Linked DNA regions of Mus musculus: region 2 is linked to region 1. Evidence: chromatin contacts called from public HiChIP or PLAC-seq data. All regions are on one chromosome and are shown on one strand. The core of a region is the stretch at or near the end of the contact, and the rest is flanking DNA. Distances in the headings are between cores, read along the strand shown.

Evidence for each region. HiChIP or PLAC-seq counts read pairs in DNA pulled down with a chosen protein or histone mark.
Region 2: an H3K4me3 HiChIP or PLAC-seq map of bone marrow-derived macrophages shows a contact between it and region 1, with 3 times the contacts expected there. The contact joins two enhancer-like sites. A contact is called at or near these places in 1 of 39 promoter capture datasets (the SN4741 cell line), 1 of 15 datasets of contacts at CTCF or cohesin (the NIH/3T3 cell line), 31 of 484 Hi-C or Micro-C datasets (3T3-L1-derived adipocytes, the C3H10T1/2 cell line, CD8 T cells and 23 more), 10 of 115 datasets of contacts at active chromatin or transcription factors (bone marrow-derived dendritic cells, bone marrow-derived macrophages, craniofacial prominence and 7 more) and 4 of 9 other capture datasets (adipose tissue, embryonic stem cells, liver and 1 more).

The regions. Positions count from the first base shown.
Region 1 is chr15:83,212,164-83,218,125 of GRCm38.p6, reverse strand. No RefSeq gene overlaps it. Among named protein-coding and RNA genes, the nearest start is that of A4galt, 37 kb to the left of the region's middle. Within about 2 kb of position 2,290, at least 103 of the 459 cell types and tissues checked have an H3K27ac peak or open chromatin away from gene starts, as enhancers often do. A contact at or near this core is called in the MNK3 cell line, adipose tissue and bone marrow-derived macrophages, where this site is marked.
Region 2 is chr15:83,536,769-83,542,730 of GRCm38.p6, reverse strand. It overlaps Bik (BCL2-interacting killer), which reads right to left. Exons shown (of 5, transcript NM_007546.2): 2 at 1,289-1,436. The coding sequence starts at 1,431. It also overlaps the pseudogene Gm46495. Among named protein-coding and RNA genes, the nearest start is that of Bik, 13 kb to the right of the region's middle. Within about 2 kb of position 2,635, at least 27 of the 459 cell types and tissues checked have an H3K27ac peak or open chromatin away from gene starts, as enhancers often do. A contact at or near this core is called in the MNK3 cell line, adipose tissue and bone marrow-derived macrophages, where this site is marked.

The DNA.
Region 1 (5,962 bases), core at 1,041-3,540:
ATCCCAGCACTTGGGAAGCAGAGGCAGGTGGATCTCTGAGATCAAGGCCAGCCTGGTCCACATAGCAAGTTCCAGGCTAGCCAGGGCTATGCAGAGACCCTTTCCTTTCTCAATAGCAACACAATGGTATGCAGTGATGTCACAGGGGCTGTGGGCCTCAGTGACTGAACCTGAGGTTCACCTGCAGATGTGTGGTGTCAACATTGTGTGTATCAACCTAGACCTCCATTCTGGAACTCCCTCAACCTCTCTCAGTCAAAAGAAACCCTGGACTACTAACTGTCTATTTAAAGAGACAAACCAGCCCTTGTGGTGTCATTGTCTGGGGATGATAGCAGGATAGTTAGGTAGGCTACATCCGTTTTTCTATTTTTCTATTTAAAATAATTTTTATATCACATTTATTTATTTTATTTATTTATTTCTCTGAGTGTGTGCATGTTTGTGTGTGTGTCATGGTATGAATGAATGACTTTAGGGAGTCACTGTTCTCTTCCACCTCAGGATACTAGGCTACGTGGATTGACAGAGTGAGTGTGTGTGTGTGTGTGTGTGAGAGAGATTGTATATATGTGACTGTGTGTAAGATCCTATGTGTATGTGACTATGTATGAGTGAGTGTGTGGGAGTATGTGTAGCATTGTATGAGTGTATGTGAATGTTTGAGTGTGTGTGTGTGAACGTGTGTGTGCGTGTCTGTGAGTACATGTGTGTGAGGGTGTGAATGTGTGTGAGTGCATGTGTTTATGTGTGTGTGAGTGCATGCGTGTATATTTGTGTGAGTTTTGTGTGTTAGTGAGTGTGTATTTGAGTGTGCGTGTGATTGTGTATGTGAGACTGTATGTGTATGTGACTGCGTATGAGTGAATGTGTGGGAGTATGTGTGGCATTGTGTGAGTGTGTATGAATATTTGAGTGTGTGTATATGTGTGTATGTATATGTGTGTCTGAGTGCATGTGTGTGTGAGGGGTGTGAATGTGTGAGAGTACGCGTGTTTATGTGTGTGTGAGTGTTGTGTGTGAGTATGTATATGAATATATATGTGTGTGTGTGGTGTGTATATATGTGTAGAGGTGGACACTACCTGTTTTCTTATGTCCCTAAATCATGCTCCACTTTCTTTTTTTCTCCCCTTTATTTTCACTTTATCTGTATGGGTGTTTTGCTAGCATGTATGTGTCACATGTATGCAGTGCCTTCAGAGGCTGGAAAAACATGTCAGATCCCCTGGACTAGAGTTGCAGGTGGTTACGAGCCTCCATGTGTGTACTCGAGACTGAACCAGGGTCTGCTGCGAGAGCAGTCAGGGCTATCTCTCCAGTCCCCTGAACCTGGAGCTCACTAATTAGCTAGGTTGGCTGGTCAGTGAGCCCCTGAGACCCGCCTGTGTGTATTTCCTCAGCACAGGGATGACAGAAGTGGTCCACTCCCAGCAGCCTTTGCCCCAATGGGTTCTTATAAATCTTTCTTTTCTTTTTAAAAGATTTTTTTATTTATGTATGTGAGTACACTGTAGCTGTACGGATGGTTGTGAGCCTTCATGTGGTTGTCTTTTTTAGGACCTCTGTTCTCTCTGGTCAACCCCGCTCATTCCGGCCCAAAGATTTATTAGTATACGTACATACACTATAGCTGACTTAAGACGCACCAGAAGAGGGTGTCAGATCTCCATGTGGTTGCTGGGATTTGAACTTAGGACCTCTGAAGAGCAGACAGTGCTCTTTACCCACTGAGCCATCCTGCCAGCCTGGGTTCTGAGTATCCAACTCAGATCTTCATTCTTGTATTCCACACGCTTCACTCCTGAGCCTTCTCCCTAGGTCTTTTCCTGGCTTTCTGCTTCTCCTCAGGTGGTCCAGTCTGACTAGGCACTGACGCCTATAGCATTGCTCATCCCAGAGAGGGCTACAACTGAGGCTGTGCTCCTGGAACCAACCAGCAGCATCCTGTCTTTTCGACAGTAAACCTCTGTGTCTCACAGGCCCAGCACTGGCCTGCTTCCTTTCTGCTGTGCTAGAGGCTCCGACCATCCCCTCCCCCATTTCTGTCTTGCTATACCCCAACCCTTTCCTTTATTAGCCTTCCCATTCTGTCCCCTACCCCCCAGGGAAATCCCCAGCTGTCCACCAGACTTCAGAGAAACCACATGAGCCTAAATATTTCTTCGCTGGGAAGTGCTATATCCTAGGCATGCTGGGAAATCAGGCTTAAAGGGAAAACTCAGAGTCAATTAAAAAAATGACTCATGTTTTGGTAAAAGGGGGTAAAAGGAATAATATTTCATAAGCTTTCTCCTGGATACTGTACAACAGCTATAAACTCTCTGGCCTCTCAGAGAGACTGCAAGAAACCCTGTCTCCAAGCAGAGGCTCATTTTTTCCATTTGGACTCTTTTTATTTTTTCCATTTCAGTTTTAAATGTAGTCTAACCCACAGATCCATCATGAAAGGTCAGGACTGGGGTTAAGGGAAAGCATATCTGAGGGAATGAGAGAAGATGGGTGAGCATACAGCCCAGCCCTGCTGCCCCCGGCAACCACAGGACTGGCAGGGACCAGAGATAGCCTGGGCTGGCTGCTGGACTCCCAGCCAGGCAGCATCTTCCGGAACATGAGAGTTTCAGGCATGAAACAGACAGATAGAGTTAATAGCAACTCAGACAACAAAGGCTTGGCTTTTCTGAGATGAGAGGCTAGAACATGGAGAGTGGGGGTTCAATTAGTGATGTCCCCTAAGTCATCTGAACTTTCCAGGCTTCTGAAATCTCTCTCTGCCTCTGGATGTCCAGCTTTTGTTTCATGATTCCCCAGTGGCTGTTCCAGCTACTGTCATTGCATCCACATTTACCCTGCAGAGCTCACCTGGAGATCGCCACTTCCTTGCCACTCCTGTGTTTTACTTCTTCTTCTTCTTCTTCTTCTTCTTCTTCTTCTTCTTCTTCTTCTTCTTCTTCTTCTTCTTCTTCTTCTTCTTCTTTTTGTTTTTTTTTGTTTTTTTTTGTTTGTTTGTTTGTTTGTTTGTTTTGTTTTTTTTCGAGACAGGGTTTCTCTGTATAGTCCTGGCTGTCCTGGAACTCACTTTGTAGACCAGGCTGGCCTCCAACTCAGAAATCCGCCTGCCTCTGCCTCCGGAGTTCTGGGATTAAAAGCGTGCGCCACCACACCCAGCTGTGTTTTACTTCTTATTTGTTTTTATGTTATAAGTACAAGTGCTTCCCTGCATGTGTGTGTGTGTACCATATGCTTGCCTGGTGCCCATGGATACCAGAAGGGGGAATCAGATCTCCTGCACCTTGAGTTACAGGTGATTATGAGTCACTATGTAGGTACTGGGAACTAAACCCCATTCTCTAGAAGAAAAGCAAGTACTCTTAACCACTAAGCCATCTCTCCAGCCCTGAATGAATAAATGAGTGAATGAGTGAGTTTGAGGCAAGGTATCACTATGTAGCCTGGAGCTCAGATTTAGACCAGGCTGGCCTCAAACTCAGAGAGATCTGCCTGCCTCTGTCACCTGAGTGCTCGGATTAAAGGTGTCTGCCACCAGGACTGGCCACATTTCTGCCATTATTGACTAGGCTATACTCGCCGTAGCTGCAAGAGGAGCTGGGAAAAATAGTTGTTAGTTAAGAAAACAAGTACTAAGTTAACTGTCTAGTGCAAGGCTGTAGAGATGGCTTGGTGGTTTAAAGCACTTGTTGCTCTTGCAGAAGACCTAGGTTCAGTTCCCAGGACCCACATGGTGGCTCACAACCATTTATAACTCTAGTTTCATGGGATCATGGGGAGCCTTCTTCTGACCTCTACAAGTACCAGGCACTCATGTGATGCACATACATACATGTAGACAAAATACTCATACACATAAAAATAAATACGAAAAATTATTAAAAAATTAAATAGATTTAAGCATCTATTGTTCTATAAGAGAGAAGTCAGCCATGCCTGTCACAAGAACTTTCTGTCAGTTGCAGGCCAGGGGCTGTGACAATGGCTCAGTGGGTGCTGCACAAGTTTGAGGAACCAAGTTTGGGTCCCTAGCACTAGAAGCTAGGCATGGCAGCTTGCACCAGAAACCCTGTGCTGAAGAGGCAGAGACAGGAGTGTCCTTGGGACTTGCTGGCCAAATCCAGGAACTCTGGCTTCAGCCTTGTCTAAAACACACGATAGGTTGGTAATTGAGAATACCCAGTGTCCACCTCAGGCCTCTACCTGTGCACACAGATACGTGAACACACACACCCTTCAAAGGAAGGGAGGAAATAAATGCAGTCCATTGTGTGGCGTGACTTCCCAGAATGCACTGATAAAACATAAAGACAGCGAGGAGATAGACAAATGATGGAGCCAGGAGGCCTGAGGACCATCTAAGCCCTCCTTCTGTGTGTGCAGCTTAACAAGATATTGTCAGACTTAAGCCTTCAATGGAGCTGGGCAGCGGTAGTGCATGCCTTTAATCCCAGCACTCAGGAGGTAGAGACAGGCAGATTTCTGAATTCGAGGCCAGCCTGGTCTACAAAATACTTCCAGGACAGCCAGGGCTACCCAGAGAAACCCTGTCTCAAAAAAAAAAAAAAAAACCAAAAGAACAAACACAAAAACAAAAATCCTTCAGTGGGAAGCCTCAATTCTAAAAATAGCATGTTATAACCAACAGTCATGACGTTAGTCATGAGGTAGTGAGCCATCTCAACAAGTGAGATATGAGCAGACCAAGCAGACACATGTGGATTTTGGCAGCTGAGTCTCATGCCAGCCACAGCACCCTCTGGGGTTACAGTTCCCTCAGGCTGTGCAGGGCATGGGGGCTACACACCTTTCTAATTCTAGTACTCAGGGGGCAGAGGCAGGCAGATCTCTATGAGTACAAGGCCAGCCTGGTCAATGAATTTAAATTCCAGCAGCACTTGGGAGAGCAGATCCACACCTGGCTTGGGCAGCACAGTGAGCTGGCCCTGGTGGCCCTGGGCTCAGAGAGCTGCCCTAAGGGTGTAGGAGCAGGAAATCTGGCTCATCTCCTTGCTGGCTTCGGTCTTAGGTGAGCTAGCTGGGGCATGTCAGGAGAGCTGGCCCTGGTGGTGTGGATGCTGGAGAGCTGTTGGGCAAACCAACTCAGCTCCCAACCAGATCCGGAGCCAGGGCTCTGAGCTGTCCCGTTCCAGCATCCCTCCTATCTGCGAACCGCTGGGGCTTGTGAAGGGGCTGATCCTGGTCCTGCAGAACCAAAGCTGCAGGATCCCCACGACACAGGTGAGGATCCAGTACTGATAGTGGAGCAGATCGCTTCCCAGCCTTTTGATTAAGATCAAGGGTGGATAGTGGAGCAGAACCCAGAGGCCTCGGACCAGACCGATGACTCAATTGCAATAAACATTTGCAAGTGAACCTGTTTGGTATACCGTGTGACACACCACAGCCTCCTCAGTGAGATGTTTTTTTTAAAGATGTATTTATTTTATACATATGAGTACACCACCACTGCTCTCTTCAGGCACACCAGAAGAGGGTACCAGACTCCATTACAGATGGTTGTGAGCCACCATGTGGTTGTTGGGAATTGAACTCAGGACCTCTGGAAGAGCAGTTGGTATTCTTAACCACTGAGCCATCTCTCCAGCCTGAGATGTTTATTTTTATTGGGGGGGGGGCACGGAGAGAGGTTGCAAGAGTGGAGGGCTGATATAAAGGGGTGGGAGAAGAGTGTGACTGGGGTATATGATATGAGCCTTTAATCCCAGCACATGGGAGGCAGAGGCAGGTGGATTTCTAAGTTCAAGGTCAGCTTGGTCTACAGAATGAGTTCCAGGACAACCAGGGTTATACAGAGAAACCCTGTCTCGAAACCTCCCCAACCCCCACCCCACCCCAAATATCAGAACAAACAAAAAAATTCATCTATCTTTGAACTGCCTATAAGAAGAAGCAAAGGAGTCTTATAAGCCAAGAAAGGAATCACTCAGAC
Region 2 (5,962 bases), core at 1,386-3,885, 320 kb before region 1:
CAGGGACAGCTTACTTCTGCTTACTCCAGGAACTTTCCTTTAGAGAATCTTGGGGAGGGGCCTACCTGGTGAACATTGAAGAACAAGTGTGGGGTGTGTGTGCTTGGAGCCCCTTCAGTTGGCTTCCTATAGGGTCTCAGTCTATCCTGCTCCCGGAGACCTGTCCCTGGTTCCCAGTCTCAGAACACTGGTGCCTGCACCTTCTCCAGATGGAGAGCAGTAAACCAAATTCAATTCCCTCCACCATCTACACTGGTAGCACGTGCCTTCAATTTAAAGAAAATCTCAGGGGCTGGAGAGGTAGCTCAGCAGCTAAGGTACTTGTTGCTCAGGCAGACGACATGATTGTTTACAGCCACCTGTAATTTCAGTTCCAAGGGCTACAGCGTCCTCCTCTGAGTACTGCAGGCACCAGGGATGTACGAAGGGCACAGACATACGTGCAGGCAAGCACTCATGCACATAAAATAAATCTTTTAAAAACAATAAAAAGTCTCCATTGAAACAGGAGACACACTTGTGTGGTGAATACACACACAAACACACACACACACACACACACACACACACACACACACACACACACACTGAAACCAGCCTGGCTAAGCCCTTCCTGGGGTTTGCCCACACATTCCACACCAGCGACACAGCAGCTCACTGGAAAGTCCCTACAGAGGGCATCTCCAGAGCCACCTGTTCCACACACCCAGTGTCCTAGGTTTCTTCCTGATTCTGATGGTCACAAGGGTTCAAGGAACCTGGAAGGTCGCCTGGCAACCGAGTTGAGCGGATTTAGTCCCGCCTATTCCCTGAGAGACCCCCCAGGAAAACACTGTCCCCGGCTTCATTCCACTCAGGAATGGAGCAGAAAGTGAGGCGACACTGATTCCACAACCAGAGTGGCAGAGAACCCTGAAGCTGAGGGTACACGTGAAGAGCCTGTGCTGACCTGCCTATGTGCAGAAGGACTCGCCCTGGCCAGTATGGCTGCTCTCTCTTTCTGCTGGGAAATGAAGGATGGGTCTCAGAGCCTGAGCAGGGAGGGACTTGGCCTTCTGGACACAGAGGCAACAACAGATAAGCCCTCTACTAGTGAAACCAGATGGCCCAGGTTCAGGCTGCATTGTGCTGGTCCCGACACCCAGGAAACACACTGGAGCCCTGTGTGGGTGGGGGGACCTCCAGGAGCTCCTTGCCCTGTTATCTCCCCACTCCCCTTCCCCCCACTCCTCTATATAGAAGGTGCTGTTCCAACCCATGTCCAGTGGAGAGTCCAGTCAGGCCCTACCTGCCTTCCACGCACTCCATGAGGTCCACGTCTCTCACAGGCTCCTTCATGCTGGGAGTCTCAGAGGCCACTGGAGGTTGGGGGACCTGGTCGTGTGGAACAGTCTTGATGACGTCTCTGGCCATAAGTCTCGCCTCCGACATGTGTTCTGTGGGATAAAATAAGGCAGAGCGTGACTAGATCTCCAGAACTATGCACCGGTGGCTACAGACCATAGTAAGTGCTTGGTATGTGGGGCACAGAAAGCCCCCGGGAACTACAAGGCCTTGGTATATGAGTGTTCCTGACCCTCCTCTGTCCCAGAATGAGTCACAAAAACCAGAGATGCTTCCATCCAGGCTGCTCACATAAGCTGGGCTATCTTTCCCAAAGCAGGCCACCAAGCTTCAACAAGATTCTGGTCCTCTTTCCTGGTCCCTTGAAGATCAGGACGTTCAAAGACTCTGAATAGACTCCCCACTAGCCCCACCCCAGTCTGTCCAGAGCCTGCTAATGCTGTTTGCCCAGCCATAGCTCTACACACCACTGCCCCGTAGCAGACCTGAGCATCAAACCAAGTTTCTCCAAGGGCTGGGAGAAAAGCTTGTCCTTACCATGCAAGCATGAGGACTTGACTTAAGATCTCCAGAATGCAAGGCAGGACTCTGGAGGAGCTGTGTGCAGCACTACATGCCTGGAACCCCAGGACTGTGGAGCTGAGAACAGAGTCCATGGGGCTTGCTGACCAGCCAGCCCAATTTCATCAGTGAGTCCCAGTTTCCAGATCCTGTCTCAGAAACCCAAGTCACGTCTGGAGGGACGGGTTAATCAGGTAGAGACAGTGTGTACCACTCTTGCCGAGGAACAGAGTTCCATTCCCAGAATCCACATCGGCAGTTCGCAACCCCTTATAAACTCCAGGTGGAGGGGCTCAGAGCCCTCTTTCACCCTCCAAGGGCACCCACACTCTCACACACACACATATGCATACAACATACAATTATCAAATCTTCGGGGGGAGGGGACCCAAGGTGGATGGCTCCTGGGGGAACAGCAATGTTGACCTTTGCCCTCTACATGTGTGCACACACGTGTATATACACACACATGCATGCATACCCACACATAAAACATGTGTATATACAAAAGTTCTTCATGTCTCCAGGTCTTCATGCCTGAAGGCTCCCATGAGGTAGAAAAAGTGACTGTCACTTTTCTGTCTTTGACCATCTATGACAGAAACATGAACCATGTCCCCTGTAATGAGGGCAGGGGAAATATGTCAGACTCTGCTGCCCCATATCTAAGAATAACCTTCTTGCCTCTGTGGCCATTTCCTCTGAGCTGCTTGGGCCGTCATCCAACTCTCCCCGACTCCTCCTCCCCCCAGCCCTTCCAGAGTCCTCCACGCAGGCTGTGTGCCTCAGCAAATCACCAAGTCCTGGGTCTCTGAAGTGAAGATACTAAGGACCCCAGCTCTGTCCTTGGGGACAGAGGAAAGCCCAGGCACCCCTGCCCACAAAGAGACTGAAGTGAGTTCCCAAGGAGAGCGACTCCTTCGCCCTGACTTTATGAAGAACACAACTAGCGGGTTTCACTGTTTTCATCCCTGAGGGCGGAACCTGAACCTCACGCAAGACAGGGCCGTGTGTGCCACTGGGGGCAGAACTTGAACCTCACGCAGGACAGGGCTGTGTGTGCCACTGGGCCACACCTACAGCCTCATTCCTTCTTTACTTATTCTTTTCTTAGTCTCAGTGTGTGTGTGTGTGTGTGTGTGTGTGTGTGTGTGTGTGTGTGTGATGGAAGGGGACACATGCCACACTGGCCATGGGGAGGTCAGAGGACAACTCTGCAGAGCTTGTCCTCTCCTTCTGCCTTCACATGGGTTCTAGGAACCACACTGAGGTCACCAGGTTTTGTCCCCAGTGAGCCTCTTCCCAGGCCCTTGACACTCCCCCACCCCCACCACCACCTTTGAGACTAGCTTTTTTTATGTAGGCCTGGATGTCCTGGAACTTTCTCTGTAGACCAGCCTAGCCTTGAACATGAGATCTGTCTGCTCCTGCCACCTGGTGCCGGGATTAAAGGGATTCCCCACCTCCTTTAATGTCTGCTATTGCTCTGGAGTAATTATGACAAATGGGCGAAATAAGATGAGAGTCCTCCATGATCCTATGCTGGTCAGTCTTTCCTTTAAACACGCCTGTAGCCACATAGGCATCTTCCAAACCAAGGTTGCCCCACAGTACTTTGCAGCCCCCTCTCCCTCAAGCTCCTGTCAGAGGCTTCATTTTGATCTCTAACCATCTCTCAACTCCTGCTAGGACAACACCTCTACACCAGCACTCATTGAGGTCCATCAAGACCCTGTCACACATTCTCTTGCCCAGTATCCCTTGCAATGCTGGTCATGTGACCAAGTCTGGCCAGTGAGGTCTCCAAGAATTTGGACACAGGGTTGGAAGAAAGGGAACAGAGGCCAAGCTCACAGGAACACAAAGACCAATGCCGGAACCTACAAAGACCATGCTGTCCCAGGTAGAACTTTCTGCCACCAACACGACAGCATAAATACATAAACAAAATAAATCTTTAAAAAAAGATTTACTTATTTATTTTAAGTAAGTATATGAGTACACTGTAGCTGTCTTCAGACACACCAGAAGAGGGCATCAGATCCCATTACAGATGGTTGTGAGCCACCATGTGGTTGCTGGGAATTAAACTCAGGACCCCTGGAAGAGCAGTCAGCACCCTTAACCACTGAGCCATCTCTCCAGCCCTTATCTTGTATTTTCTATCCAAAGAAATATATGTGATCACCTCAGAGACCTTCTGTACAATATCAGTAGGAGGACTCATTGTGACAATGATGACTATCATTGTCACCTATCCTATAAACGAGTCACAATATATGACTAAGAAACATGGTACCTCTAGTGGAGAATCTGTTGAAAAACTTGATAATTGCTCAACTGGAAGGAGTCAAGCAGCCAACCATCAAACAAATCCAGGAGGCAGGTAACATGGAGAAGGCCCAGCATGCACTGGTTCAGAAGTACCTTTATCTCTTTGATGTTTAGAAGAATACTGTTGCCATGGCCTGGGAGGTCACTTCAGCTATGTAGAGCACATAATGGAGTACAGAGTCCCCTGGACCACTATATTTCTATGTAGGACGTGATGCATTGCAGGAAGCAAGAGCATATGACAGACGGGGTGGAGAAGTATGAGATGCAGTCATCTCTGTACAGCAGGAAACGGAGACCATTGCCACCAAGGAAATGATGGTGTGGATCTGGGCTCTTAACTGCCCAACTCAAACACTTGTAATCTCTGCCTTCAGGGGGCTAAGGCAGAGGGACTGTTTTGAGTTCAAGGCCAGTCCAGTACTTTCTAGTCCAGCCAGGGCTTCAGGGAGCAGAGACCTTTTCTTTTCTTTCTTTTTTCTTTTTTTTTTTAAAGGAAAGAAAACAAAAGAAATGAAATGAAAAAGAAAAAAGGCATTGAGCAGTCCTAAGAATCCAAAATTCAAAACCTTGAGCCCCAACATCATACCACATGTGTGATGATAGCTCAGAGTGTGGGAACTTTATCCTATGCACTGAATTACTTAACATTCCATATGTACCCTATAAGTTACCCTCAGCCCATACATGAAAGTGCATAGGAGAGGTAAGGGTAACTGAATTTCATGAGTAGGCTCTGGCCTCATCCCCATACTGTGTGTGTGTGTGTGTGTGTGTGTGTGTGTGTGTGTGTGTGTGTGCTATGCACACTCCAGTGAAGTCTACTTGACAGGCTGAGAAGCCTGGGAGAACTCACGAGGCAAAGAGTTTCAAAAGGAACTCACCTCCTGGAGCTTTAGCGTTCTTATAACCCGTATACTCATACCCTATCCCCGAGTTAGTCTGGTGTATGGATCCACGTGCTCTCTTTTAGTATTATCTTATTATAAGTGCCTTTAAAGATTGAATTCTAACATAGCCAGAGACTTCACCAGTGTTCCAATGTCCTAGAAAATGCTTTTTTTTTTTCTTTTTTTTTCTTTTGGTTTTTCGAGACAGGGTTTCTCTGTATAGTCCTGGCTGTCCTGGAACTCACTCTGTAGACCAGGCTATCCTCGAACTCAGAAATTCGCCTGCCTCTGCCTCCCAAGTGCTGGAATTAAAGGTGTGTGCCACCACGCCAAGGAGCATGGTAAAGACAGTGAAACTAATTAAGCATTACAAAAGACGGAGCCAGCAGCTCAGGGCTGGTCTGCAGAGTGTTGACTAAGGACAGTAACCAGTCTCACCCAAACAAGGGAATACCATGAAAGAGCCAGGGAATCCCACTGAGACAGAAATCTTCAGTACAGGCTACATTGCACATTAGAAGCAAGTTGGTGAATTCTTCTGACAAGTGGAGATTCTCCAGATACTTAAAGTTACACTCATAAGAATTTATCAAGGCCTAGGAAATAGAGGTGTTGTGGTATTGCAGTATTCATGAGAAGGTCTGCTAAAGTAGAACCCCTGGTGATGGGCTTAGCAATAGACTAGCTTTACACCTGGCTCCCTTCTTAGTGGCAGCAGCCTGGTCCCTACCTTCTTTTGATGTATACATTCCTTTTGTATTATGTAACTTGGTGGATTGTATCTCGTCTGGTTTCTTGCTATTCTGCTGTATAAAAAGTTTGATGCTCGACCT